7 separate regions of the Mus musculus genome follow, and all the other regions are linked to region 1. A link is a contact called in public promoter capture Hi-C data. All regions are on one chromosome and are shown on one strand. Each heading gives the region's core, a stretch centred on a gene start, on an enhancer-like site or on the middle of the called end of the contact. The rest is flanking DNA. Distances are from core to core; before and after follow the strand shown.

Region 1 (3,820 bases), core at 726-3,225:
GAAGTGTGGGTTTATGGCCAGGTATATGGTAGTGATATTTTTGAGAAGTAGCTTTGGGTTTAGTTTTGAAGACTTAAAAAATACTGGGAATAAATATTGAAGATTTGAATGCGTAGTTTAGGCTTGTGGCAGGACACAGACCATCCCTTTCAATGCTTCCCCAGTGGACTTTCTTATCTCCTCATGGTTCACATAATAAAGTAAGTTAGTATTCGATGGGCTAATCGTAAGAGACTTCTCTGGCTTATTCTTTCTTCATTACAGTCTTGAATTATTATTAGGGCTTGTTAAAATATGTAATGTAATTTTCTCTGAACAGAACTTATGTGGCAGCCCTGGTCTCAGCATTCTGTATACTCATCCACAGATAATAGACTCCTACTCTTCTCATATGATGTGGGAATACTGAGGGGTTATGCAAGATGCCCAAGATAGCACAGTCAATACATTCTAAACCCAGACCCAGACTGTGTAGGTCTACAGCTGGACTTTTAGTTTCCACTGAGACTATAAGTCAGGATTCCTTTGATAGTCCTCTGTTCCTAGGAATTTCTCCCTGAGCAGTAGTCACAATTTAAATTAATAATTAATTTAGTCAATGTTTGTACCAGTATCTTTCAGAGCAGGAAGCGTTCCACCCTGCATCACTGACACTGAGACTAGTGTACTGTTGATGCCCAATAATTTCCTAGTGAATAAATGCATAAAGGAAGGAAGCGTTTCTTTCATGGAGTAATGCCTCCCTCTGGTGGGATTTTAGAATATTGTTTAACCACTTCCTAAATTCACTCCCCACATCCTTCCCCCAAACCAATGGCCATAATTTCTTCAGGATAGGCTTGTCACCCACTTGTTGGCTTGGTGAGATGAACTGTGGAACTAGGCAAGTACCAGGCACCGATTTACGTCCAGAAGTTGGTCAAAGCACATCTATAACTAACTTCCTTGTTCAGAATGACCCCTCATGTGCTTTCAGAGCCTCCTCTTTCAACACCAAAGGGATCTATCCAGAATCTCCAGTTCTGATCATACAATCCTCAGGATATAACCGCAGAAATAATCCCTTCCCTATCAACTGCCAACACAGAAGTGCAGTTCTCAACTCAGAGGGAATAAGAAAATTTATTCTGGAACAAATATGAGTTACTATGGCCCCAGGGACAAATTTAAATTGTTCTATATACTGTTTTGTGGTAGCAGTTTTACAGAGTTTTTATATTTCCGAGCAAAGAGAGCTATAACTGAAGACGTTTAAAGATACATTGATGTTAATGGAAACTTCAGGTAGGTTAGATCCAGCAAATCAAGAGAAACTTCTGCTGTAAGGCTCAGATGCATATAACATGCTTAGCTTTTGGGTTGGTGGAAGCTACATTCCCAAATTCGTACATTCCCAAACGACTTACTTAATAGTCACAAGAACATGACAGAGTTGTGTGACCAAACAAGTGGCTATTTAAGGGGCCGAGATAACCCAAAATAATTGACACTGAACCAGTCTACAGCCTGGAATGTTTAACCCGGGCGTGTCCTCTACTCCACCCCCATCTGTTATTTTAATTCACGTATTTGACAAGAGGAAAACCGCACAAATTACGCTCTACCAAAAAACCCTACTTTTTTTTTTTTTTTTACACAATCTGAAGAAACAAAAAAGAAACAAACACAATACAATAGTAAAGAAGAGATACTTTCCTAATCTATTCACATAAGGGCAACTCATTAGCTTCCGATTCAAACCAGAAATAAGTAAAAACAGGAGGAATGTTTTTAGAACAATCTACGAATGCAGTCAGATGCTCCGTTCCTTTTAATGTCTCCAGCACTCTATCCCCTTTTCTATCCCCAGCCGCCAGCGGAGGCCGGAAGCCAGATATCAGCGCGGGCTGTTCCGTCCCTCACCACTCTATGGTAGTCGGGTTATTCTAGCCAGGAGAACTCTGTGGTTCCGGGGCGTGCTGGGAGGCCTGCATTTGAAGATGGAGGCGGGAAGATGGAGGCGGTAGCTGTCACTAGGTTGGGGTTCTCCCGCGCGGGAGGCCTATGGGACTGTGTCGTGTCCTGAACAGTCGAGAGGAGCTTGTTTGCAATGAGTCTTCCGCGCCGGAGTAGGAAACGGCGGCGTTCATCGTCCGGCTCCGACACGTTCTCGGGAGATGGTGATAGCTTTGTTAGCCCTCAGCTCCGGTGTGGACCGGTGCTGAGTCCACCTCCGGGGCTGGGACGCGGCCGGAGGCTCACAGGGACAGGTACTCGACCCGCGGGGCCGACGCGGCCGAGGGCAGCAGGGGTTGAGATGGGCTGCGAGAGTATCAGGGCCATGCACTCCCGCACCGGAGCTGGATAGCTGGAGGCAGGGCTGCTATCCAGTACCCGGCCTGGGACTCAACCCTGGGGATGGCTTCCCTCTTGGCCAGCATGCACAGCTGATGGTGTTTTAGTCCACCACTGCCCCAGTAGATATGGGCGTTCTTTGGTTTTTGGGTCTTTACACCTTCCCAGAAACAACTTCCAAGTTGGCCAGATCCTGTCACCATGTCGAGGGTTTGCTTAGGATAAATGTCCAGTGGTACAACTTCATATATATAAGTACCAAATTTCTGGGTGTGGTGTAGGATGCAGGCTCTTTGGACTGCAAAGAGCAAAGCTGGAAGGCACATGTTGTCTTAGAACCTTAACCCAGTTCTTGTTTGCTTTTTTGAGATAAGGGCTTGCTCTAGGTCAGGCTGGGTGCTGTCTCGATCTCGGACCAAGGGTGTTTATCCGTAAATGTTGGGATTATAGGCCTACACCAGTGCATTTCATAATTCTTTGCCCTTGGTTATGCAGATACCTCAGTACTAAATCGTAAAGAGAAACTCATCTAACAGCTTTGTAATGCTTAATCACCCTTCTACCTCCACATCTGTACAAACTTTTTATTCAGTGTGTATAGCACACTTTTTGGTTTTTTCGAGACAGGGTTTCTCAGTATAGCCTGGCTGTCCTGGAACTCAACTTTGTAGACCAGGCTGGCCTTGAACTCAGAAATCCATCTGCCTCTGCCTCCCAAGTGCTAGGATTAAAGGCTTGTGCCACCACCGCCCAGCTATAGCACACTTTTGTTTGTGGCTCTTAAGAGTTTTCAAATTTTCATCTAGTAAATAAAAAATTGCTAGCATTTTTCTGTATAGGATCAGTTTCTTAATAGGTCTCTAGAAGTGAAGATGTGTTTTAAGTTTGGTAGGAATTCAAACAGGTTTAACTACTAAACTTGTATGTTGGAGGTAATTAAATTGTTTTTGTTTTTCTGAAAGGAACAAACAAGCGAAGAGTTTCTGATGACCAGATAGACCAGCTGCTGTTGGCAAATTGGGGACTTCCTAAAGCAGTTCTGGAGAAATACCATAGTTTTGGTGTAAGAAAGATGTTCGAATGGCAGGCAGAATGCCTTTTGCTTGGTCACGTCTTGGAAGGAAAGAATCTAGTTTATTCAGGTATTCAAATTTATGTAAACTCCTTTCACTAAAATTATCAGTGTGAACAATTCTCTTTTGGGTTGGTTACATTTTTTAAACAGGAGGAATGTCATCATTTGCATCCTGACATCATGAAAGTTCTGTTGTGTGGTAGAGGAGGGAAACAAGGACATTTGCAACGTATGTAGGAAAAATTCTGCTTGTTTAATTTAACGTATGTCTCAGTGAGTCTGAGTCTGTAATGCTTAACGTATGTCTGAGTGAGTCTGTAAGAGATGCCAGCCTGCTCTTTCCTCATTTGATCTCAGTTGCTTTTAACTTTTGTATTCATAACTGAGGTGATTGTGCAGGGTCATACTTAC
Region 2 (3,820 bases), core at 723-3,222, 1.9 Mb before region 1:
GCCAGCCTTGACAAGATAAGGAAGTCCCACTCCGGTTTCACCTTCTTTGAAATGAGCTATGCCCTCTTTGTTCCGATTCTGCCTCTTCAGCCATTTTCTGTCTAGAAAGCTGAAGCGCTTCTGTGTAGCTCATCAGATCACTCAGTCTATTACCCAGAACGAGCTGTTGCTTGATTCCCAAATCACAAAGAAAAACCAATTAAGATCACAACTAAATCTGTTCTCTTATTGGTGTTTGACACTGACAATAGAATATCCCTACAGTACCAAGAAGCTTAACAAATATTGCCCATCTTCTTTCCCTGCTGGACCTAGATTGCACCCCCAGAATCGATTTGGTACTCACAGAGGGAAACAATGGTTTTTGCCGTACACTGACAGGCTCTTGGAATCCTGTTGCCTAGTGAGTGTGGCTGAGCCAGAGGGGCTGGCCAGCTTTGCTCCCTCCCTGATTACACGAGTTCCAGACCCAGTTTGCTGTCTTTTCCTGGTAGCATCCAGCCCGGTACAATGCTTTGCAAGTTTCCAGCGCGATAGGGTTTGGCTGGCTAGGTTCGTGTTGCTTTTACTACTTAGCCAACCATAGATTACTCAAAGGCTGGAGGATTACTCAAGATCCCGTTTACGCAGATCCCTTGGAATTCTTTTTTTCTCTCCTCCCGGTTTGCAGCTCTGGCAAGGTTTATCTTCAGTTGCCAAGGAGATGAGCAGTGGAGGAGGATGTGGACCTCTAGGCTTCTTGTCAACTTTGGAGGACGGCAGAAGGATGAAGGGGCTGACAGCATACAAGTCACCCTCCCCAAGCAAAACTGCCAGAACTCCGGTTAGGACAGCTTAGGGGGTCAAGGGAGCTGAAGAGGCAGACAGACCCAGATCTTCTACTCAGCTGTCTACTCTTGTCTACCCTTGCCTTTATTCAGGAGTTCCCAGAAGGGTCATTTTTGCTTCCCTGACTGGCAAGGAGACTAGCTTGCCTGTGGGAGCATCTGGGTAGGTGTGGAAGCCAGCGTAGCACTGAAGAAAAGATCTTTGGATTGTGGGTTAGGAGACCTGTGTGGTGTATTCCAAGTTGGCTAAGTTCTTAGAGCCTCAGTTTCCACATTTGCAAATAGGAAATAGCTACACAGGCCCTGTCCCCCATCCGAGCCCATGGCTGTTACTAGAACCACATGGGATTTAAAACACATGAACAGGCAAAGGGCTCCTTATAAACGCCAGGTGTTCCCACAGCTGTCAGTGGTGTTTCCTCTTAGTAACTATGCTCCAAAGTGGTCCTGCTCGCCCCACCCTGGCTGCATCGGCCTCACCCACTGCTAGCAACTCCATCTTTTCCATCGCTGTCTTTCTGTGCCCCAGACATCCTCAGTCTCTGCATCTCCCTAGTTCATTTCCGGGTCTGGCTCTGGGTCCCTCCGTCCTCTCTAGGGACTCTGTCTCCAGTTCCCTGCGGCAGTAGCGGTCGGGGCGCCCCCCACCCGGCGCGCCCTCCGTTGGCACCGTCGCCGGGCCACAGAATCGCCCAATAAGAGCGCCGGACTCGAGTCTGACAGCTCTGGAAGCGGCCAATAGAGCCGGACCAGAGAAGGGGGGAGCAGCACCGTAGCTGAAGTTGGGCTGAATGGGGGTGGGGGAGAAAAGGGTAATAAAAAGAGGGGAGATAGGACTGGGGTCGCAGGACCCGATCGGGGGTGGATTGCCCGCTACCCAGGTCCGACGAGGGATCCGCCCGTTGACCCGGCTCCAGGCACCAGGGAGGGAGGGGCGCAGTGAAAATATAGGTGAGGAAGGGGAGCGGGGGTCCCTGCGGCTCCCGGGCCCGGCTTGAGTATGTTCGCGGGGTGCCGGGGCCAGGACGCGGGCGGCGGCAGGGCAGAGGGCGGAGGCGGCCGCACGCCGCTGTGAGCCGAGGCCCGAGCGGCGCGGGGGGCGGGGAGGCGGCGGGAGGAGGGGATGCGGAGGGCGCTCCGGCGGCGGCGGCGGCGAGCGGGCGAGAAGGGAGGAGCGGCGCGAGCGGCCGGAGCGGCGCAGGGCCCGAGGCGTGCATGGCGCGCCCGGAGCCGGGCTCCCTCGGGCCCCTCGGGAGCGCCCCCGGGGCGCCGCGGCTCTTCGGCCGGCCCTTATCGGCCGGCTGCTGTTGAGCCGCAGCCCTCCATCGCTGGATGCCGTGGTCCCCGGGAGAAGCCCGCCTGCGTTGGGGCAGAACGGCGGCGGCGCTGCGCCGGATTCCGCCCTCCGCGTAGTGGTTCTGCGCTCGGCTACGGTGGGCCAGCCGCCGGCAACGAGGAACCCAGGGCTTGCGGAGCTAGCGACTCAACCCTCGGGACCTGCCGGAACGGGCCGGCCTGCTGGGTCTGGGGGACAGGAGGAGACGAGAGGGGAAGGGCCGCACCGCAGGAGCCGGTCCTCGCCCCCGCCCCCTGCGCGGGCACGCCGGAGGCTCTGTTCGCCTTTCGCGGGGGCCACGCTCCCACTCGCGCCTCCGGAGGTGGGGGATGCGGGCGACGGCCCCCCCGGGCTCCAGGACCCTCCTCCCCGGGGCTCCGGAGCTCTTGCTCCGCCCGCCGCCCCCTCCCCCGTCCTCTCCACCCCCCATCCCACCTCCCCACCCCTCGTAAGAAAATAATGCTGGCAGGAGCCTGCACCTCCCAGTCGCTCCCAGTGCGCTGCGAGCAAAGGGCACCCGCTGCGTCTCCGTGCCGGGACCCCTGCCGAGCCGCCCTCGCCGCCACCTTGCTGGGAGAGTCGCTGCTCTCGGCTTAGGCAAAAGCCACGAGCGCCGCGCCCGGGAACTGCCAGCTTCGGAGAGGCGCCGCCCGCAAGGACACCTCTCCGTCCCGCCTGCTCCTCAACTCCCAGCCTGAGCTCGACGCGAGCCAGGAGTCCGGACATCTCTGCGTCCGGCGCAGCAGTCAGAGCTGTCCCCACTGCCACCGCTCGGAGCCAACTCCGTCTCGGACCTGGGACTCTGGACTCTAATTCGTAGCTACTTCTCACCTCGGGGCTGCGCTGTCTCCCCGCTAGCCTTCCCGTTGTCCTCCACCGCTCAGGACGGGGGTGCCACGATGTCCCGCTGCTGCGCAGGGCCCCGGGCCTCCCTCGACGTGTGACCCTAGCCTGGTCCCCCTGCTTGGCTGTCCGCCCTCTCCTTGGAGACCCCCGGCCCGGCCCCCGGGGGAAGAGGAAGAAGACGACGAGGCCGAGGGGGGGATGTCCGGCTCCAAAAGCGTGAGCCCCCCGGGCTACGCTGCACAGACAGCGGCGTCGCCAGCGCCCCGGGGAGGCCCGGAGCATCGCGCCGCTTGGGGAGAAGCCGATTCCCGCGCCAATGGCTACCCCCACGCCCCCGGGGGATCAACCCGCGGCTCCACCAAGAGATCTGGGGGAGCGGTGACCCCACAACAGCAGCAGCGCCTGGCCAGCCGTTGGCGCGGTGGCGATGACGACGAAGACCCTCCACTAAGCGGTGATGACCCTCTGGCTGGGGGCTTCGGCTTCAGCTTCCGCTCTAAGTCCGCCTGGCAGGAGCGCGGTGGCGACGACGGCGGTCGCGGCAGCAGGCGGCAGCGGCGGGGCGCGGCTGGAGGGGGCAGCACCCGGGCGCCCCCTGCGGGCGGCAGCGGCAGTTCGGCGGCGGCCGCAGCGGCCGCAGGTGGCACAGAGGTGCGCCCCCGCTCGGTGGAGCTGGGCCTGGAGGAGCGTCGAGGAAAAGGCCGAGCGGCCGAGGAGCTGGAGCCCGGGACTGGCATCGTCGAGGATGGAGACGGGTCGGAGGATGGAGGCAGTTCTGTGGCGTCAGGCTCTGGGACCGGCGCGGTGCTGT
Region 3 (3,820 bases), core at 586-3,085, 1.7 Mb after region 1:
AGGGGGGAAAAAAAACCCAACAAACAACTCAGTCCAAGTGATTTTATTTCAAAAAGACCTCTCCGGAGTGTTGTTGAGATTTAAACGAATTGACTTCAGTTATGCCTCAATTTCAGAGTCGGTTTTGAAAACCAGTAGTTCCCCTGAAGCTCTGAAATACTAAGCCATTTGTCCTAATGACACAGCAGACTCTGGACTCCCGAATACCACAGGAATATCACACCACTGCAAATTGCTAGGGGTGCTGAGTCTTCAAAAAGGGGAAATGAAACAAAGGCCCTGCACTGTTTCTGGGATGCACACTTGATATGGACAAACCCAGTTGTTTCAGGGAGAGTTTTCCTGAGGCAGAATTATTCTGAGCAGTTACATGGCCCTAAGTGTTCTTTTGTTGTATTTATCTATGTATAATGATAGATATGAGATATGTGTAGTGGGCTCTTTTCTCTTTCTCTGAAGTTTCCAAAGAAGCCTTTTTTTTTAAAGTCCAGAACCAGTCAACTTTACAAAAGGAGTCATTTCATGCCCCATTCCCCCACCTTTGCTATATTAAAAACTTTTACCCTCCAAGACGGTGTTATCCCAGTATAGTTTGTTTTCATTTTTCCCCACCCACCAAATGTTTAAACTGTTTCCACTGGCTCCTCTTTTTCTTTTTCCAAGCTGACTTAAAAAAAAAAAAACCAGAGACGCTCTTCTATATCCTAAACTCTTTTAAAGCTGAGGCCCTCTGACCTTCTTACGACACACTGCTCGCAGGACACACCAAAGGCCCCTCTGAAAAGGCAGGAGGAGGTAAAGGGTGGTGGTGGTGAGGTGGGGGGGGGGTCGGGGGAGGTACTGTATATTTGGCATCAACTCAGAAATACAGAAAATGTTTGTGCAAGCACTCCCCCAGCCAGGATTCCCCGCCCCACCCCCAGCACACTGCCTCCTACCACATTAATAAAAAAGGATGTGAGCCGGTGAAACCTTCCAGTACAGGAGGCACATTTAAGATGATCACAATGATACATCCAGAGAGATTCACCACACGTCAGTCACCCCCTCATCTTTCCCTTTCAATACCCAAAGTTTAAGACCCGAGCCTCCCTCCCGGGGCTTCAGCCTCAGAAATGGCCAGTAAACGCCACAGCTACACCACTGCTCATCCACCGCTCCTGTGACACGTCGGATGGACAGACCCAGCTCCTGCACTGTGGGGTGGAGGCGATGTGGTTAAGAACTGTCTTTTTTTTTTTTTTTTTTTTTTCCTATTAAAGTACAGTGAGCGCACGAGCCTGGAACACATTAACTTGTGAACTGCATCCAGCACACCCCAAGAGAAATCCATCGCTCTTAAACAAAAAAAAAAAAGGGGGGGGGGTACATTACCATCCTGTCCCGAACTTTCCAGATACTCCGTCAGGTCACATCCAAACGCACTGGCGGCTCCCTTTCGTTTCAGCTTCTGCTTGGCACCCTTGTTCTTCATGAGTTAGCCCCACAGAGGCTGCCCCTCCGTCTGCGCTCTCTGCTCCGCACCGCTGATGAGGGTTTCGGGGTCGGGTCACCAGGGCAGAGCGGCGCCGCGGGTCCGCATGGGCGCGCAGATTGGGCCGTGCACCGCCCCGGGCGGGTGTCACCTCCCTACTCGGGCTCCGGCGGCGTCTCCCCGCGCTTCTCGGCTGAGCCTTGCGAGGAGCCGGGGCCGGGGCGCGGCGGTTAGGGGACCGCCCCGGGGCTGAGTGTGCTCCGCCCTAGGCCCGCGCTCTGCCTTCAGAGCGCTGGAGGACCGCGAACAGCCAGCATCACGTCCCCTTGCCCGCCCTTGCGCCGTCCCTTTTTTCCTGTCTTACAAATCCCAGGATCGTCCAGCTCAGGAAGCGCTGGAAGGAAGTCAGCTCCGGAGGGGGGCGGAGGTTGGAAATTTTTGGCAGCTGTGTGTGTGTGTGTGTGTGTGTGTGTGTGTTTGTGAGTGCAGTCGAAGGAAGTAAGTGGGTGGGTTGAGCTGCGCGGGCTGGGGGAGAGATCGCGCTCTCCCGAAGTGGCTCTGCTAGTCCAGAGTATCGCCCAGGGCCGTCCCGGAGGAAATCGGCCTCGCGAGGAGCCGCGGCCGCCCGCCCGCTTCCTGCCGCCAGTCAGGCTCTTTGCACAGCGCAGGAGGCGGCGCCGGACTCTGCAGGGAGGGCTCGGGATGGGTGCTCATGGAATTGCTCTCCTTGTCATCCCAGTCCTGACACTTTCTATTTCAGTGCCTGCCTTTCTCCTCCGTCGACACTTAAGTGTAGTGACAGTAACAAAGACTGGGATTCCAGAAACCTGACCGGCAAAGCCTTTACGTTGGCCACTCCCATCTCTCTTTGCCTGGGTCTGCGGTCCCTGAAGCCCAGACGTCTCCTCTCCCACGCTGAGGTTAGGATACCCTCGGGCGAGAGAGAGGTGCAGCTTTGTAACCACTGCCCAGGAAGAAGTTATATTTCTAGTTACAAACTCAAGTTCAGGCACACACACACACACACACACACACACACACACACACACACGCACACACACATCCCGATCTTACTAACTGCAAGAGATTTGAGTAAAGAAACCAAGATTTAAGGGGCGCTGACATTTTGCCAGTCTCCCAGGTTGTTTTAAAACTTGAGGCGTATGTTTTCACCCCGGCATGTTTTTCCTGCTTTAGTTGGAATTCCTTGACTCGTGTGTACTCAGCACACAGTGAACACTTAAAGTCTTGTGCCTTGACAACTCAAAGATTAGATTAAACTTCCTGCATCCATTCAAATCCATATATAGGCTTGAAGGGTAGGTACATTCATATAGCTGGCAAAAGTATTATGTGTTGCATTTTAGTTACTGATTCCTCTTAAAAGCCATCATGGCAGTTTATGAACTTTGAACTCTGACCTTCTCTCTATGTCCAGACATAACCTGATAGCCAGCCTACCAAATTTGGCCTACAGATGTGTTTTGTTTGGAACATATTGTTTAAAAAAAAATTTAGCCAACACTAAAGAATTAAGATGTTTCTCCGTAAGAAAGCTGGATTTCTGTCGTCTCCTGTGGGAAGGAAGCTCTGCTTATACCACAAGTGCGTTCTCGTAAAACAAGGAGTGCCATACGTTAAGACACGGCGGCTGGCTTTCAAGACAAGCCTTCTAGTTTGGAGGCACCTCTGCCTGTCTGTTATTCGTCGCGTTCTCACGACCGGCCAGGAAGAACACAACAACCAGAATCTTCTACGGCAAAGCTTTATTGCTTACATCTTTTTGGGGCCAGAGTGTAAGAAGCAAGAGAGAGAGAAAAACGAAACCCCTTCTATTTAAAAGAGAACAACAATTGCCTAGGACGCATCACTCCCTGATTGGCTGCAGCCCATGGCCGAGCTGACGTTCACGGGAAAAACAGAGTACAAGTAGTCGTAAATACCCTTGGCTCATGCGCAGATTATTTGTTTACCAACTTAGAACACAGGATGTCAGCGCCATCTTGTGACGGCGAATGTGGGGGCGGCTTCCCACAGTTCCCCCTTTTTCTTTTAATAAGAGCAAATAGGCCACCCATATTAATGAGAGTGGAGATAGAGGTCAAATCCCCAGTGTGTAGGTAAAGGAGCCATGTACAGGATTAGCTCTTAGGCTTACAGGCTTTTACCCAGAGCAACCCTGACCTGCTCCCGTGTCGTTTTGCCTGGGGGAAGGGAACTAGGACACTGAACCTTCATGAAAGATGACATGTCTCCCTAGAATAGGCTCATATATGCCGCAGAGCCTTTCCATTGCAGTGCTTAGCCTTGCAACTCTCTCGGGCTGCTGAAGCACACTCACTCTAT
Region 4 (3,820 bases), core at 588-3,087, 1.6 Mb before region 1:
AAGCTCTTAACCACTGAGCCATCTCTCCCACTACCAAACAAGCTTGTAAAAACAGCATTTGCAAGCTGGGAAGATGGCTGAATGGTAACACTTGTAGGGCAAGCCATCTGATGACGGGAGTTTGGCTTTCCAGAACACAAGAAAAATTGAGACGTGGTTATATGAGGAGATATCTATAATCCAGGGCTCCTACAGGTAGATGGGAATTGGAGACACAAAGAGTTCCCAGAAGCTCTGAGGACAGATCACCTGGTATATTGCAGTGAACAAGAGACCCTGTCTCAAACAAGGTGGGAAGGCAAGAACCAATACCTTAGGTTATCCTTTGACCTGCATACCTATGCTGTGGCACACATATGCTTCACCCCTACTGGTCAGTGTTCATAGTGCTACAAGTTGCTATGCAAGTGACTGGAGAAAGGCAGCCATCCATTTCACCCAACTACGAACCCTGCAAGCTCTAATAATGACCTGCCTACAGTGCCCAGAGGTACAATATGACAGAATATTATAGGAGTTACCTATCTTTTTTTTTTAATTGAATTTAAGATCCACTTCATACACCTCATTTGAACCTTCCGGGAACCGGTAAGGTTGGGTATTTGTTTCACTTTGCTTTGGAAGAAACACAGGTTCCAAAAGCTTAAGTCATTTGTTCAACCCCTAGTAAGTAATAAGTTGTTACTAACTCTAATAACTCTATAAGACACTGCCTCTAAACATACCCAGGCTTCGTTACTACATGGAGAGGAAGGTGGCAAGTATCTCTTTGCTAGTGTCTTTTCATACACCAAACTAAAATATACTTAAACTTTACCCAGTCTCTAAAAATCAAGTACTAAACTGATGTGATCTTCTTAAGTGGAAACGGCCGATCCTTTAGTAACTTTTGGTTACGGGTGTCAGGTTCAGCTCTCAAGTCTTCCTTTACACACTAGAAGTTCTAAGTATTGTTTAAGAAACCGACTTCTCACGGTACTGGCAAACGAGTGGGTACCAGTAACATGGAATGTGATTCCGTTTTTTAAAAAAATGGTGGTTGTACTAATCCGCTGGGATTCTATCACGTGTAGCCTGGCGGGACACCCAGGCTCTGCCCAGGGTTAAGCACAGGAGGGGCGGGTTCTGAAGAGTTCCACCTGCCCCCAGGTGATGGTGATCCCGGAAGCTAAGCAGCAGGAGACTCCCCACTTGTGGAGCCAATTTCTCAGGTCTCTTTTCTGCCACAGAGAGTCGCAAAGCACCTTTAAAACAGGGCCTCACGGGATTTCCCAGAGCCAACGAGTAAGATGTCCAACTGCAACGCCCATTCAGACTTCACAAATCACAGGGTACAAGCTACCCCGCCCAAAAGAAAGTAGGAATGCCACCTCAAGCTCTCTCGGGCCACCTACCAGCCCGAGTGAGTCGGTGTGCTGCTGACATCGGGAGCCAGGGAGTCAACACTACGGCTCGCTGGCAGCCCGGGACGGCCGTCCCTCCCCGTCAGCAGCCCCTACTCCAGCCGCCCATCCTAGGACAGGCCTGCTAAACAGCAACCGCCGCCCGCGAGGCTCGCAGCCCTAGGTCGCAGGGACTCGGACCCTGCACGCCCGTCCTCCTAAGCTCTGAGGCCACCGCCACCAAGCTCCGGCTCGGACAACTACCGGTCAAGCCGAGGTGGAACTCCGAGAGAGCGGCGCGAGCAGCCGGCCAGAGCTCCGGGAGACCCAGAGGAAGCTGAAAAGAGGGGCCGGGCCATACCTGTCGCTCCGGGACCCGCGGCTCGGAGTGACGTGCCACGCAGTGCATTGTGGGGCCGGGAGTGGCCTTCCAGCGGGGATGCCCGCGTCCAACGTGGCTGGCGCCGGCGGAGCTCGCACGGGCCTATCGGACGCCGTGGGAAGCATCCAAAGACCCGCCCCTTTCCGAGGCCCGCCCTATCCCCGCCTCCTCCGGCGGAGATTGGCAGGTTTTCCTGCACCTGCGCCAGGAGATTGCCTTCTCTTCTAAGAAGAGAATTATGCTGTCCTTCGGAAATAAGGCTAATCTCCTTCACCTGCTGCTTTGTGTCGGGAAGCAGTTTGTCTCTCGTGCGCCACTCGGGACAGAGGAAAAGCTCTCTCTGGTGAACAGGGAAAGGATCTTCTTCCATCAGGCACTACACAAAGAAACTTAGCAAAACAGAGAGAAAAGCCTCAGTAGCTCCTCCCAGCCTTCACGAGGTTAAGTATTATTAAACAAGGATATGCTGAATGTCAATTAAATGGTCGGCAGCATCTTAAGCATGTTTTACAGGAATGTCCACAGCACTCCTTTTAAGGTGTAATAGGAATAAAAGGCATTAAGGTAAATTGTTACAGAAATGTACATTTGACTGGTACTGTGAAGAAAAACTAATAGGTACATTGATGAATGAGTTGTGGACTGTCGGGGAAGAGCTCCATGATTACGTACCTTTTAAGGTCAAGGTATATTAAGGGACCCTTAAAAATGTTCTAGACCCTGGAAACATGATTTGTGAGCATTTAACTGTACTAGGAAGTCGTGATGGTTGGTTTCTGTCAACTCGACAGAAACCTTCACATAGCTAGAAGAAGGAATCTTGATAAACCCTCTGTAAAATTAGCCTAGTGGGCAAGTGTGTAGGATATTGCCTTGATTGACGATGATACAGGAGAGCCCCGCCCAATGTGGGCGGTCTTCACCCCAGTGCAGGTAGTTCTATGTTGTACCAGAAAGTAGGCTGAGCAAGCAATGGGGAGCAAGCTAGTAAGCAGCACTCCTCCATGACTTCTGCCTCACTTCCTGTCCAGATCCCTGCCTTGAGCTCCTGCCCTCACTTCTTTTCGTAGATGAAATAAATCCTTTCCACACCCAGTTGCCTTTGGTCACTATGGTTAATTTCATCAATAAAAAGCCTAAAGCAGAAAGTATGTAGGGGCAAGAAGTTTAGGCTGAGATGAGGCAAGGTCTAACTCTCTTTGGCTACTTTATACAGTTCAGACTTCAGCAACACACCCTAAGATCAATTCACAGAGCTAATAAAGATTCTTAAGTAGGATCTGATTTACATATTTTAAAGCTCATTTTGCTGTTTATGGAGATGGATGGATAGGGAGCAAGAAGGGTTACTGATGGGCCAGTTTGGAGGCAGTTGTATTGGTCAAGGCCACAAATGATGGTGGCTTAAACAAAGATAATGGCAGTAGAGGCAGAAAGAGATGGACAATTTCAAGATATTAATAAATCATAGGTGGAGTTCATGGGTCTTAATGGACTGATTTTCTGGAGCAGGTCAAAATAAAGGAGACTATTAAACATGGTGCCTTAGGTAACTAGATGGGTTAAGAAGCCATTAGGATTCTCAAAGTGTAGCAAACATGTGGGCTATGTTAAATTTGAAGACCTATAAATGGGAATGTCAAGAGGCAGTTGGGGATAAGTATGCCTAGGGCTCAGAGGGGAGATCTGAACTAATTATGTATTTGGTAATTCTTAGTATGACTTAACAGGGCATTCCACTCTGAGATAAAGTTCCAGCAGAAATGTATTCATGTGTATTAAAATGTCTATAGAATGAGTAGGTGGTGGACTAGTCACACAGTCTAAGGAAAAAGAACGACAATCAACAACTGTATACAAATCACCACAAGACTAAAATAAGCCAGACACAAAAACACATGTTACATGACTCCACTAACGTGCTATTCAAAAACCACCACATTGGCATTGAAGGCAGGAAGTTGCTTCCTAGCATGACCAAAAGGAAAGAAAACCAAGTCTGAGGAACAAGCACTTGCAGGCATTTTCCAACCTGGCAGTCACTTTATGGTCATAG
Region 5 (3,820 bases), core at 849-3,348, 1.6 Mb after region 1:
TCCCATTACAAATGGTTGTGAGCCACCATGTGGTTGCTGGAATTTGAACTCAGGAACTCTGGAAGAGCAGTCAGTGCTTTTGACCACTGAGCCATCTCACCCGCCCTCACCTGCTGCTTCCTTAAAGCCTCATTTCTCATTCTCTGGGTCGAGTTCTAGTTCCCTGATTGGTATCCATACTCTTTTCTACACAAACACACAGGTATACAATTCAAGATGCACAATTGGGGAGAGGCTGTGTGTAAAGTGCTTGTGATGCAAACGTGAGGCCAGGAGTCCTCCAGGAGCTATGCCAAGTTGGATGTGGTAGTAGACATCTGATTCTAGCAGGCCTGTGGGAGGATGGGAGGCAGAGGCAGGAGACTCCCCAGAAGCTCAAAGGCCACATAGCCTGTCATACGAAACAACCAATAACAAGGAGAACTGTCTCAGACTAGGTGGAAAGTACCCAAGGTTGTCCTATGACCTCCACACTCTTGGCCTGGCATTCACATGCCCCCCCACCCCACCCCCCACACATAAACAATATGCATATGTGAGGGAACACGTGGCATTTCTCTTTTCAAACTTGTTGCCTTACTTGATATAATATTTTCCAGTTCTATCATCATTTTTCTTTAAAGCTTAGTAAAAACCATCGTGGGTTTTTTAATGATCCACCCATCTGAAGATGCACATGTAGACTGACTCAATTTCCTTGCTGTTGTGAATGAAACGGTAGTAAACATGGATGTGCAACTATCTTTGGGTGCATATGGTCAGGACTGGTACAGCCAGGTCCTGTCATTGTGATTTTTGTTTGTTTTCATTTTCAAACACCTCCATCATGAAGGCCACAGTGGTTACACCTTTCTATACTGACACCAACTGTGAGTAAGGATCCTTCTCCTCTCCATCCTAGCCAACATTTTGATTTATTTATATCTATTTATCTTTTTTCTTGATGATAGCAAATCTGACTGAGGTGAGATGGCATCTCAATGTAGTTATAATTTGCATCCCCCTGGCCTCCACCGGCACACCAGGCTTATTCTTCTTTATTTTACCTTTTTCTACTTTAAAGATTTATTTATTTTATATATGTGAGTGCACTGTAGCTGTCTTCAGACACACCAGATGAGGGCATCAAGTCCCATTACAGATGGTTGTGAGCCACCATGTGATTTCTGGGAATTGAACTCAGGACCATTCAGTGCTCTTTAACTGCTGAGCCAACTCTCCAGCCCTATCAGGCTTGCTTCATTTTGATATCAAACTACTGACAGTTCTGGGCAACATTGGGCTGCCTATCTTTTTTTTGGGGGGGGGGGTAGGGTGAAGGCTAGGGATTGAACTCAGCATGGTAAAGTAAGCTGTACAATTGAGACTCCATATCTTTTTATTTACCACGTACTGTCCTCGGAAAACAGCTTACTCATCTTTGGAGCTTCAGACCCTTTACAGTATTGGCACTAGTGCCATCCCTGGACCTCAGATGTAGTTTTGTTTCGTTTTTTTTTTTTTTTTTGACACAAGGTTTCTCTGTGTAGCCCTGGCTGTCCTGGAACTCACTCTGTAGACCATGCTGGCCTCGAACTCAGAAATCCACCTGCCTCTGCCTCCCAAGTGCTGGGATTAAAGGCGTGCGCCACCACTGCTCTGCTCAGATATACTTCTAACTGTGAATTTATTGTTCTTAACAGCATTACTGAAGCTTGTTGCTGCGTTCTCTTATTTATTAGACTTAACTTTTCTAGAACTCATTCTTTATTTCTATTATCTACCTAGTTCATTATTTAATATTCAGTCCCTGCAAGGGGCAGGCGTCCGACGTGCTTGTCACAGTCGTTTGCATATGAAAGACGTGATCTTAGGTGGCATCTCCGAATTTCCCTTCTCTTCTCCAAGCATTTCTCTAGACACTAGCTGACTGGAGCCAGGGAAAATTTGGGGAAAAAAACAACCAAAAACCAAACTAACCAACAAACAGAAAAACTCCGCCGGGCACGTATGGGCCGGAAAGCCCGGGCGCCGGAGAGTCCCACTGCGCAGGTGCGCCGGGAGGAGGGCGAGCCAGCTCTGCTGGCCGCAAGCCTGTTTCCGGGGGCCAGCGCGACGCAGAGCTGACGTCATCGCTGTGCGCTGCCACGTCTCCTCAGCTCCCGGGCGATGGAGGCTGAGGATGATGAGTCTTGGTGATGGGGTCGGACTGTGCTTCTGACTTTAGCTCTGGCTCTGGCACGGACTCCCGGTCTGGGTCTGGTAACCTAGCGACCCGAGAGCTTTCTTCGACTGTCCAGTGGGATCCTGCCTGCGTCCCGGCAGCTGTTTTTGGAGCGCTTTAGAGGAGGGAGTGAGTTTGGGTGCCCGGGGTCGCGGCTGTGAAGCCGCCGCCTCCTCCCAGGGATCCCTCTCCGTGGCCAGCCTGTCCCATGCGTGAGTTTTACTTAACCTGCTTTGTCATCTCGCCGGCCCTGGCGTGCTTCGGCTCTTTCGGCCGCCGGCCTGAGACCACTAGGTGATTCCGTCTTGGAGGTTTAGTCCAGTCAAGTTTGTGGTTTCTCGCCTTCCACCTCGAACAATCTTACGCTGATGCGCCCCAGCCTTTTGCCCTCACCGTACTTTCTCTTTAATTGAGCAGGGATCAGCTTTCTTTGCCTTTAACAGTTTGGAGTCTTTGTCCCACCTGGCGTTTGTTAGCCTACAGTGGACTAGGGAACCTCGGATCCCTCTACAGTAGTAATGTTAAGCAAAAAAAAAAATTTTTTTTTTCAGAGTATTTTTAGTCGTATTTAGGAAATACGTGGTATATGTTGGCAGAACCATGTTTGCCGAAATTGAGGAAAACATAATGTCGTCGTCCGCCCACCTCCCCCCTGAAGATCTCTTTAGCCCTTTAATTTTGCACGTTCATTTAATTTCTTAGCGGTTTTACAGAAGCTTTTCTGAAACGGGCAACCATTTGAGTGAAATGAAGAAACAAACTCTGGTTAAATGACTTGGTCAAGGTCAGAAACCTGCGGCAAATCTTAGTCAGATTCCTTGATAACAACCTCATATTTTGGACAGAGATATTTCCTGTATTTCAAGTGATTTTAATGTGAAATTGCAAATTAGAATCGAGTAAGTTGTGGTGTTTCTTGTAGAATGCCACCTTGTAGATTGTAGTCTTGTTTTATTTAAGAAAAAGTCAGCAAGACAAGACACCAGCCGGGAGTTGCCTTAATGCTGAATACAGCTGAGCTCAGAATTTAAACCTCTGACCTTACCCCAGATCCAAGCAGTATATAGGGACAGGAACATTTATTTGAAAATTCAATCTGGATTTTATAAGATCTGCTCACTGAGTTTTAACATTTGCTTGTTATACTGACTTCTAGAAAAAGTTACAATCTTTCTTTCTTTTTTAATATTATTCAGATTTGAAATAAGTTGACAGTCATCAGCCTGGGTGGCAACTTCAGGTGGCACTGGAAATTACCTGGTTCCTGGACATGCCCAGTAGAAGGCGGGGTCCCAGTCGGCAGCAGCTAAGCCGGTCAGCTTTACCTTCCATACAGACGTTGGTCGGCGGCGGCTGTGGCAATGGGACGGGCTTGAGGAACAGGTAAAGAACATATAATTCTATGCTTAACACTTGGCATGATTTGTAATAGCCTGTTATCAGTGAGACTAATACAAAATAATTCTATTCAAATGTTTGCTTATCAAACTTATCACTGAAGTAGGAATTCTGCCTTTGAAGACTGAAAACTTAGTGTTTCACTTTTCAGAGTTCTTTGCAGGTAGAATGATGTTACGCAGGGACCACAAAGTAGAAGTGTCCATTTCTCTTTTCTTT
Region 6 (3,820 bases), core at 532-3,031, 1.5 Mb before region 1:
CGGAGCTAACTCTAGGCTCAGGAACGTCCAGCTGCCAGGTGCTTTGGGCAAACCTCAAAGTTCTTCCTCATTGCCTGAGGGGAAGGTACATACAGACCTCCGAAATACCCACAACACATTAATTCCTGGACTCTGCTCCACCCACCTCAATAAGGCCCCAGGGGCTCTCCCTTGGCAGACTCTCCCTCTCAGAGATGTGACCTCTCCCTGTGGGGACTCTCCACCTCAGATAATGTATGGCTCTCCTGTGGCAGGCTGGCAGCAGTTAGGGTATTAGCTCTTGTCCTTCGAACAGTATTTGCTCACAGGATTGACTGCTGTTCAGCCGAGGGCAACACCTGAAGGCAGGCGCAGAGTGTAGTTTGCTCCCCACCCAAAATTCAACCCGGTGGCAAACAATGTGGTTGATAAATGTTTACAGAGTAAAAGGTCAGTCCCCTGGGCTCTTGTTTTTACTGAAGGGAGGGAAAAAGGAAGAAAGCAAAACCCTCCTCCCTCAGAGTTCAAGGACTGACATCCTGATGGGAGTCAGCCCAACTGGCTCCAGGAAACTTATGTCAAACATCATGGCACACCACCAGCACCCCAAAGCTTCGCGGTAACCTACTAGATCTCTCCTAGACGGAGGATGCAGAACTGGGAACAGGGAGCTTCCTTTGACACCTTCTTCCACATAACAGAAAACTCGATGTCACTCCTTTAACTGGTGATCCCAAAGGACAGGGCACTGCGGAGTTCAAGCGTTTAGATCTAATCACCCCTCCCTTTCCACCACACCCCCCCCCATCTGCCCAGCATCCTTGCCACACCCAAAGGGAAAACAGTGGAGTGGTAGGGGCAAGTAAGTCTTCCGAACTTGGTGATAGTGGCGGTGGCCATAAGGAGATGGACCCAACACAAGGGAGACAAGAAGTTACGAGAGAGATGTGGAAGAAGGCAACTACATCCTGTCACACACCCACAACCACACCTCAGCCCCAGGGGCAAACCCGTCCCCAGTCCCCACTTCTTCTCGGGGGATGCTTGTTCGGGAAAGTCCTCCCATCCCCACATAGTCTGCACCACGGTTCACCCCTCCTCCACTTCTGTATCACTCCGGTATCATTTTGCAGTCTCCGGAGCTGGTTCCACCGACTCCTCAGCCGACCCGTCTGACAACCTCCTTAGCGGGTATCTTTACGGTTTCCCATCTCATAGAAGGAACGCAGACACGTTTACAGATCCAGGGCGCCACACACACAGCTCGAAAGTGGCCGGGGCTGGAGCCGGCATCACCGTGGGAGCAGAACTCTTGGAGGTGGTGACCCCACCCAACCCGTCACGCGCCCTTTCTCCGGGGGTCCAACCCACGAGCAAGTGTTCCTGCTGCGCAAGTGGAAGGCAGCCTCCACCCCACACTCACACAGGTGCAAGCACCGCCCGGGGAGTCCTGCTTAGGCTAAGGACATCCCAGACCTGCGTCCCCGCAAAGTTGTGCGGGAGCGCGAACCCGGAGAGAGGGATCACCCGGCCCGGCCCCAGTGGAGAGCAGAGGACCAAAGACCCTATTGCCACCCGGCGAGCACGCCCCCAACCAACCCGGACCGCGCGCTCCCACGGCCATGCGGGACGCACGTGTCGCCGGCCCACAGCCTCACCCCAATCGCCAGTAGCAGCCCCCACGCCCGCGCCATCCCCGCCGCCTCCTGCCGTCTGCACCCGGCTCCCGCGCACGCCTGCCAGCTCCACCTCGGCCAACAGCTACGGCCACTTCACAGCCGCTCCCCGCCTCCGAGTTCCCGGTGCCACGTCTGCCAAAGCATGCGCACCAGGCTAGGAGAGGCGGCCCGGGAAGGAGCCTGCCGGGAGTTGTAGTTCACGAGAAGCTCGGGATGCCTCTGCCTCGGACTTTGCCTGAGGACGCAGAGTAGCAGCTGTGAGGATGGGGGGCAGGGAGGCTGGGGAGTAGGGACAGTTGTTCACTAAGGAGCCTTGCTCTGTGCCCGCAGAATCAGAACCAACAACTCACTCTGCCCCCAGAAGTTAGTTTCCCCACCCCGAGGATTAGCAGGCAACCCAGAGAATTCCAGTCATTTGACTGTAGGTACTAATTGTAAAGTCTATGATGGCCTGTGGAGGATGGAAAATGCCATCTGCTCCCGAGGCTTTTTTTTTCCCCTTGACAAAACATTATTGAGGTGTCGGGAAAACAATTTAGAGAGCCCAAAAAATATTAAGTATAGATCACCACACTATCCCCTTACTCCTTAACCATATACTCAAAAGAATCGAAAAGTGTGTTCAAGTAGTACTAGCACACCAATGTTCCTAGCAGCGCTGTTTATGATAGTCAAAGAAGAAAGAAAGGAAGAAAGAAAGAAAGAAAGAAAGAAAGAAAGAAAGAGTGAGTCTAAATATCCTCAAAAGACAAATACAGAAAATGTGATATACACCGGTACAACGGAATACTATTCATCCAATAAAAAGAAATTCACACAACCATGTTAACAAATATCAAAAATATATGATGCTGATTCTTAAAAAGCCAAATGCAAAATGTTGTATATTGTATGATTGCATTTATATAAAATATACAAAAATTGGAAAAAATGGTTTTGGTTTTGTTTTTTTTTTTTTGGTTTGTTTGTTTGCATTTTGTGTAAACAGATTACTCTGACCTGGGGAATGGAGGAAAGGAATTTCAGTTCAGAAATCCATTGATGAGGATGAAAATCTTTCAGAGCTAGATAAAAGGGGAAGCAGCACAGCATTATGAATGTATTAAATGCCACCAAACTGTATCATTTAAATAGTTAATTGATGTTAAATGAATGCTAATTACCTGAACAAAAAATGTAAAATGGGAGCTGGACAATGGGTACATTATTTAGGAGCACTTGCTGCTGTTGGCTCCCACATAGCAACTAACAACCATCCTGTAACCCCAATTCCAGGGTATCTGATCTCCAAGGGCACAAGATATGATTGTGGTACTCCTACATATGGGTAGGGTGGTGCACGCCTTTAATCCCAGCACTCGGGAGGTAGAGGCAGGCGGATTTCTGAGTTCGAGACCAGCCTGGTCTATAAAGTGAGTTCCAGGACAGCCAGGGCTATACAGAGAAACCCTGACTCGAAAAACCCAAAAAACAAACAAACAAAAACCAACAACAAAAAAAAAAAAAAAAAACACCCATAGACATAAGACAGGTCTTTTATGTACAACAAAACAAAAAATCCTCTTTTGAATCCTCTTTGTCACGCGCACCATCAGCTTGTCACTTCATTTAGGAATGTTTGTTGGACAACTACTCCGTCATAAGGATGCAAATGGAGAATAATAAAATGGACAGAGGAAGTGCACATTGAGGAGTTGGGAGATATTCCCTGAATAAACGTTGCCAGCTGTCTAAAGCCTCTCTCATCCCCCAGTTTCCAGGTGTCTACTCCTTACCTTTAGTGCATACCCATTGTTAGTCTTTAGCTGTCTTGCCTTCCAGAAACACTGTGTGTAAACAAACACACAAGCCTACATCACTTTGTGTCAGGAGTGCTCACAGCATCACAGTAGCAACCATCACATTGTACATGGGAGCTAACTGCCACATTGTAGCAACCATCTCATTGTTTCATCAATGTTATTCAGGAAATTGTTGCATGTGCTGCTTTGGGGTAAGTCCCCAGAGATAGGGCTGTGTCCTAAGTCACTTGCTTTTATTGATTATGAAGATGACTTGGGTAATTAGCCCAACAGAGAGTTGCATCTTAAGTAGAGACTGCTGATGTAGTCCTTAGGCCAGCTGAAATGGAACTTGTGGAGGTGGAAGACTATGCAGAATAA
Region 7 (3,820 bases), core at 688-3,187, 1.5 Mb after region 1:
GTACTCTACGGCTTAAAATACTGATAAAAATGACCATCTTCTGTGAGTCATGGTAGTACGGTTATGCACATATATATTTTTTCTCTTACACACTACACAAAAATCTTTCAAAAGCCTGGCAGTGGTGGCACATGCCTTTAATCCCAGCACTTGCGAGGCAGAGGCAGGTAGATTTCTGAGTTCGAGGCCAGCTTGGTCTACAGAGTGAGTTCCAGGATAGCCATGAAACTCATAGAGAAACCCTGTCTTGAAAAACCAAAATAAAAAGCTTTCAAAAATATACAAACTTTTGGGAGGACCTCTGAGAAAAACTAACACATTATTTCTTAAAACAAAGATGATGGGGGCAGAGCAATGGCTCAGCAGTTACCAGCATTAGGGCTTGGATTCCATTCCCACGAGGTAGCTCTCATGGTTATCAGGAAGGCACACAGACATGCACACAGACATACACACAGGCAAGACACTCATACACATAAAATAAAAATAATTTTTAAAAAGAGATGCTGAAACTAATAGAATTATTAAATACAAGTCTGCCAGCTCCCTTGTCCAAATTTATTTATAATCACTTGATAACAGTGTAGTATGGTAAACTACTTCATGAAAAGAGATACTTTCACCATTGATTAATAAATGAATAACGTTAAATAAATATCAGGTGAAAGTAATGCAGGATTAATCATTTACTCCTCACATAGTTTATTTTAGTATCTTCTGCAAAGGGAGATGGAGCTGGGCGTGTAACATCTGTGGCAGATGACCAACCCCCATCAGGGAAAAAAAAAAAAAAAAAAAAGAGAGGCTCGGCCCAGAATCCCAGAAGACCCGGCTGTAATCCCAAAATCTGGGAGGTTGAGAATGGATTGTAGCTTTGAGTTTCAGGCCAGCTTGGTCTACAAGCACAGCAAAACTCTTGTCTCAAAAAGGAGAGTTGGGGGACTAGAGGGATGGCTTGGCAGCTAAGATCGTGTACTAGTTTTACAAAGGATCCGGGTTCAGTTCTTAGAACCCCTGTAACTGTGACTCCAGGTAACTCCAGATCCAGGAGAATCTGACACCTCTGGCTGAGGGCATGTGCACTCTACTGCCCATACCCAAATACCGACCCCCACATACAAGTAGTTCTTAACAATGGAGGTGGGAACAAGGGGGCAGAGCTGCTGGAAGGTGCGGAGAGGAGGAGGAGGAGAACAGTTGTCACTGTTTTTTTTTTTTTTCTTGTGCAAAATAATAATGATAAATTAACAATTCTCTCTGTCCTTCCAGCTTCTGGAGTATATAAAGCCATTACTGACAAAGAAAAATCAAACGAAATACGAAAAAACAATATTAGTGTAGACTTCACAATATAGTTCCCAGTGATACTACATGACAATAATCGAATGAATCCAATTTTTCTAATATGTAAAGTTAGGGTACTGGTTTCACGAGAACGATACTGTCTTAAGAGTGTGACTCTGAGTGAATCCGACTCAGAAGGCTGCATGTCAACCAGGTCGGACACTATCCGGGCAGAGAGAACTTTCAGCGTCGCAGGGACCGCGCGCTGGAGCTCGCCCGGGCTGCGGCCGTCCCCCGAGCATCCCTCCCCACACACCCGAGACATTTTTACTCTTTGGCAAACAGCTGCCGGAGGCGGTCCCATCCGGATTCCAGGGAACCGGGGTCTGAGACACCTGAACGCTGCTCCCGATCCTCCACAAAGCCTGGGGAATCCGCAGCCACCGCACCGGCAGCAAAGACTCGGGGGAAAGGACCCCAGGCTCCGCAAAGGCGGCTGCGGGGAGCGGGCGGCGGCGCGCCCATGGCGCCCTCCTACCCGCAGAGAGACAGACACCCCAGGGTCGGCGGGCACCGTGGGAGAGGGTGACCTGTACAGCCCACTAGCGGCACGTTGGGGGACACTGAACCTCACATCCGGTCCCCAGCCGGCTCACTTCCGGAAGCTCTCGGAAAGGAGACCGGAAGCCCCGCCCCTAGTCGCGCAAAGGCGGGGTGAGGGCGGGGCTCGGGACGTAGAAACTGGAACTGAGAGCTCTTTCGGTAGCGCAGGGTTAGGGATCAGTCGAGCCCCGGAAGTGAGTTGGCGGCCGTTTCGTTTCATCTCAGTGATGTCCTTTGGCGTTTGCGCCCCGTAACTCTGGTCTTCTGGACCTGCTCAGCTTGAAGTGCTCAGGGGCTTAAGTGAGATGGCTCATGTAAGATGCAGAAGGCCACGCAGAAGGGGACAGTACTTTAATCACTGCAAGCGCAGTGGGGAAAGAGGTAGGCGATGCGCTTCTAGGCCACGCCCTGGCGGGCCGGAGGAGCTTCCTGGGCGGAGCAGAGTCTAACCTTAGGGCGCACCCGAAAAGGTCCAAGATTTAAAAACTATTTTTGAAATATCAGCTGTGGGCATTTTTTTCCCCATAACGTGGGCTCCACTACAAGTATCCGTATGCTTACTGCTCCGAGAAGGCAAAAGATCTAGAATTATCATTTAATAACTGAAACTATTATTTCCTGTTTCTTTCAACACAAGACAAAACCAAAAAACTTGTTTACCAAGGTAAAAATATTCCCAATCATTTTGTGTAATTTAGTTATTGGTCGTTACCACAAATCTCATAGTCTTTGCAAACCCTTTCACCTACTATTTTTCTTTTCTAGTTAAAGTACCACAATGAATATACAGCTTGGTGGTGCTCTACAGTCACTTCCACGGAGTACCTAAATAAGTGATTGATTACAAACTTTCATGAGGATATAGTAATAGGATTTGGGAGTTGACTGTGGGACATCTCTACAGATGAGGTTCAGGAAAGTGCCGTGAATGAAGCCCCCATTAGCATTTACTGCAGTGGTATAATTGCCTATTTGCTGATCTCTATCAAGAGGACTGAAGCTGTGCTTTCATCTCTGGATTTGGACTTAGGAATCACCAATCAGTCTATACCATGAAGTAGATGTTAAGTAATTATCTTCTTTGGAGGGAAGGAGGGTCCAAGATAGGGTTTCTCTTGTGTAGCCCTGGCTGTCACATAATTAGCTCTGAAGACCAGGCAGGCCTCCATCTCAGTGATCCACTTGCCTGAAGTAATTAAATGTTGAGTGAATTATTCAGACCCCAATTCCTAGCTCTAGCTTGATGCCTGCTTGGTCTATTTTTCAGAGGTGGTCACTGGGATTAGGGTCCCAGGGCCTGAAAGCCCAACAAAATGAATGTGTTGACTGTCTAGCTTAGCTGTGAGAAGAGCTGAGTGCATTTCTTTGACACATTTGAGGTCCCGGAAATGATCCTTTGCACTTGAACTTTCTAGAATCAGGGTCGACATGAATGAGGACAGGGCAAAGATTGGGCAAACACTAACAAAATCATTTACCTATGGGGATTGGAGAGATGGCTCAGTGGTTAAGAGCACTGGCTGCTCTTCTGAGAGATCTTGAGTTCAATTCCCAGCAACTATATGGTGGCTCACAACCATCTGTAATGGAATCTGATCTTCCCTTCTGATGTGCATGAAGACAGGGTGCTCAAATACATAAAATAAAATGTTAAAAACCATTACATATAGCTCAGATGTCCCCAGGATCCAACATCCTGTAGAGACAAACAAGGTCTTCCTTAGTACCAGATAGATTTCACAAACTCTTCAGCTCCCTTTTCCATTTAGGTGGTCCTGGAAAATGCTCCTATGCCAGGCGAGTGTCCTACCACTCACCTACATCCTAGCCCCAAAGACTCAAAAGCTGCCTTTGGTACCTAGTACCGAGAATTTCCCTAGGCCCTTGGTGATGGTCCATCTCACCGCTCTACCTTAACTCTCTCTCTTACTCA

The links. Promoter capture Hi-C pulls out the DNA fragments that hold promoters and counts their contacts. Capture Hi-C pulls out chosen DNA fragments and counts their contacts.
Region 2: a contact with region 1 is called in a promoter capture Hi-C map of pre-B cells, with 6 times the contacts expected there. The contact joins the promoter of Adcy5 here to the promoter of Polq in region 1. A contact is called at or near these places in 2 of 39 promoter capture datasets (hippocampal neurons and pre-B cells).
Region 3: a contact with region 1 is called in a promoter capture Hi-C map of pancreatic islet. The contact joins the promoter of Arhgap31 here to the promoter of Polq in region 1. A contact is called at or near these places in 1 of 39 promoter capture datasets (pre-B cells) and 1 of 9 other capture datasets (pancreatic islet).
Region 4: a contact with region 1 is called in a promoter capture Hi-C map of hippocampal neurons, with 9 times the contacts expected there. The contact joins the promoter of Sec22a here to the promoter of Polq in region 1. A contact is called at or near these places in 2 of 39 promoter capture datasets (hippocampal neurons and pre-B cells) and 1 of 9 other capture datasets (liver).
Region 5: a promoter capture Hi-C map of pre-B cells shows a contact between it and region 1, with 7 times the contacts expected there. The contact joins the promoter of Tmem39a here to the promoter of Polq in region 1. A contact is called at or near these places in 5 of 39 promoter capture datasets (cranial neural crest, frontonasal cranial neural crest, liver and 2 more) and 1 of 9 other capture datasets (liver).
Region 6: a promoter capture Hi-C map of hippocampal neurons shows a contact between it and region 1, with 6 times the contacts expected there. The contact joins the promoter of Pdia5 here to the promoter of Polq in region 1. A contact is called at or near these places in 4 of 39 promoter capture datasets (the 3T3-L1 cell line, 3T3-L1-derived adipocytes, cranial neural crest and 1 more).
Region 7: a promoter capture Hi-C map of pre-B cells shows a contact between it and region 1, with 4 times the contacts expected there. The contact joins the promoter of Timmdc1 here to the promoter of Polq in region 1. A contact is called at or near these places in 4 of 39 promoter capture datasets (cranial neural crest, frontonasal cranial neural crest, liver and 1 more) and 1 of 115 datasets of contacts at active chromatin or transcription factors (astrocytes).

Annotation. Positions count from the first base shown.
Region 1 is chr16:37,009,811-37,013,630 of GRCm38.p6, forward strand. It overlaps Polq (polymerase (DNA directed), theta), which reads left to right and starts at 1,976. Exons shown (of 30, transcript NM_029977.2): 1 at 1,976-2,249; 2 at 3,297-3,476. The coding sequence starts at 2,090.
Region 2 is chr16:35,152,892-35,156,711 of GRCm38.p6, forward strand. Adcy5 (adenylate cyclase 5) reads left to right here and starts at 1,973. Exons shown (of 21, transcript NM_001012765.5): 1 at 1,973-3,820. The coding sequence starts at 3,208.
Region 3 is chr16:38,711,200-38,715,019 of GRCm38.p6, forward strand. Arhgap31 (Rho GTPase activating protein 31) reads right to left here and starts at 1,836. Exons shown (of 12, transcript NM_020260.2): 1 at 1,375-1,836. The coding sequence starts at 1,474.
Region 4 is chr16:35,362,081-35,365,900 of GRCm38.p6, forward strand. Sec22a (SEC22 homolog A, vesicle trafficking protein) reads right to left here and starts at 1,838. Exons shown (of 7, transcript NM_133704.4): 1 at 1,744-1,838.
Region 5 is chr16:38,560,716-38,564,535 of GRCm38.p6, forward strand. Tmem39a (transmembrane protein 39a) reads left to right here and starts at 2,099. Exons shown (of 9, transcript NM_026407.3): 1 at 2,099-2,415; 2 at 3,400-3,586. The coding sequence starts at 3,474.
Region 6 is chr16:35,489,092-35,492,911 of GRCm38.p6, forward strand. Pdia5 (protein disulfide isomerase associated 5) reads right to left here and starts at 1,782. Exons shown (of 17, transcript NM_028295.1): 1 at 1,638-1,782. The coding sequence starts at 1,673.
Region 7 is chr16:38,520,726-38,524,545 of GRCm38.p6, forward strand. It overlaps Timmdc1 (translocase of inner mitochondrial membrane domain containing 1), which reads right to left and starts at 1,938. Exons shown (of 7, transcript NM_024273.2): 1 at 1,616-1,938. The coding sequence starts at 1,809.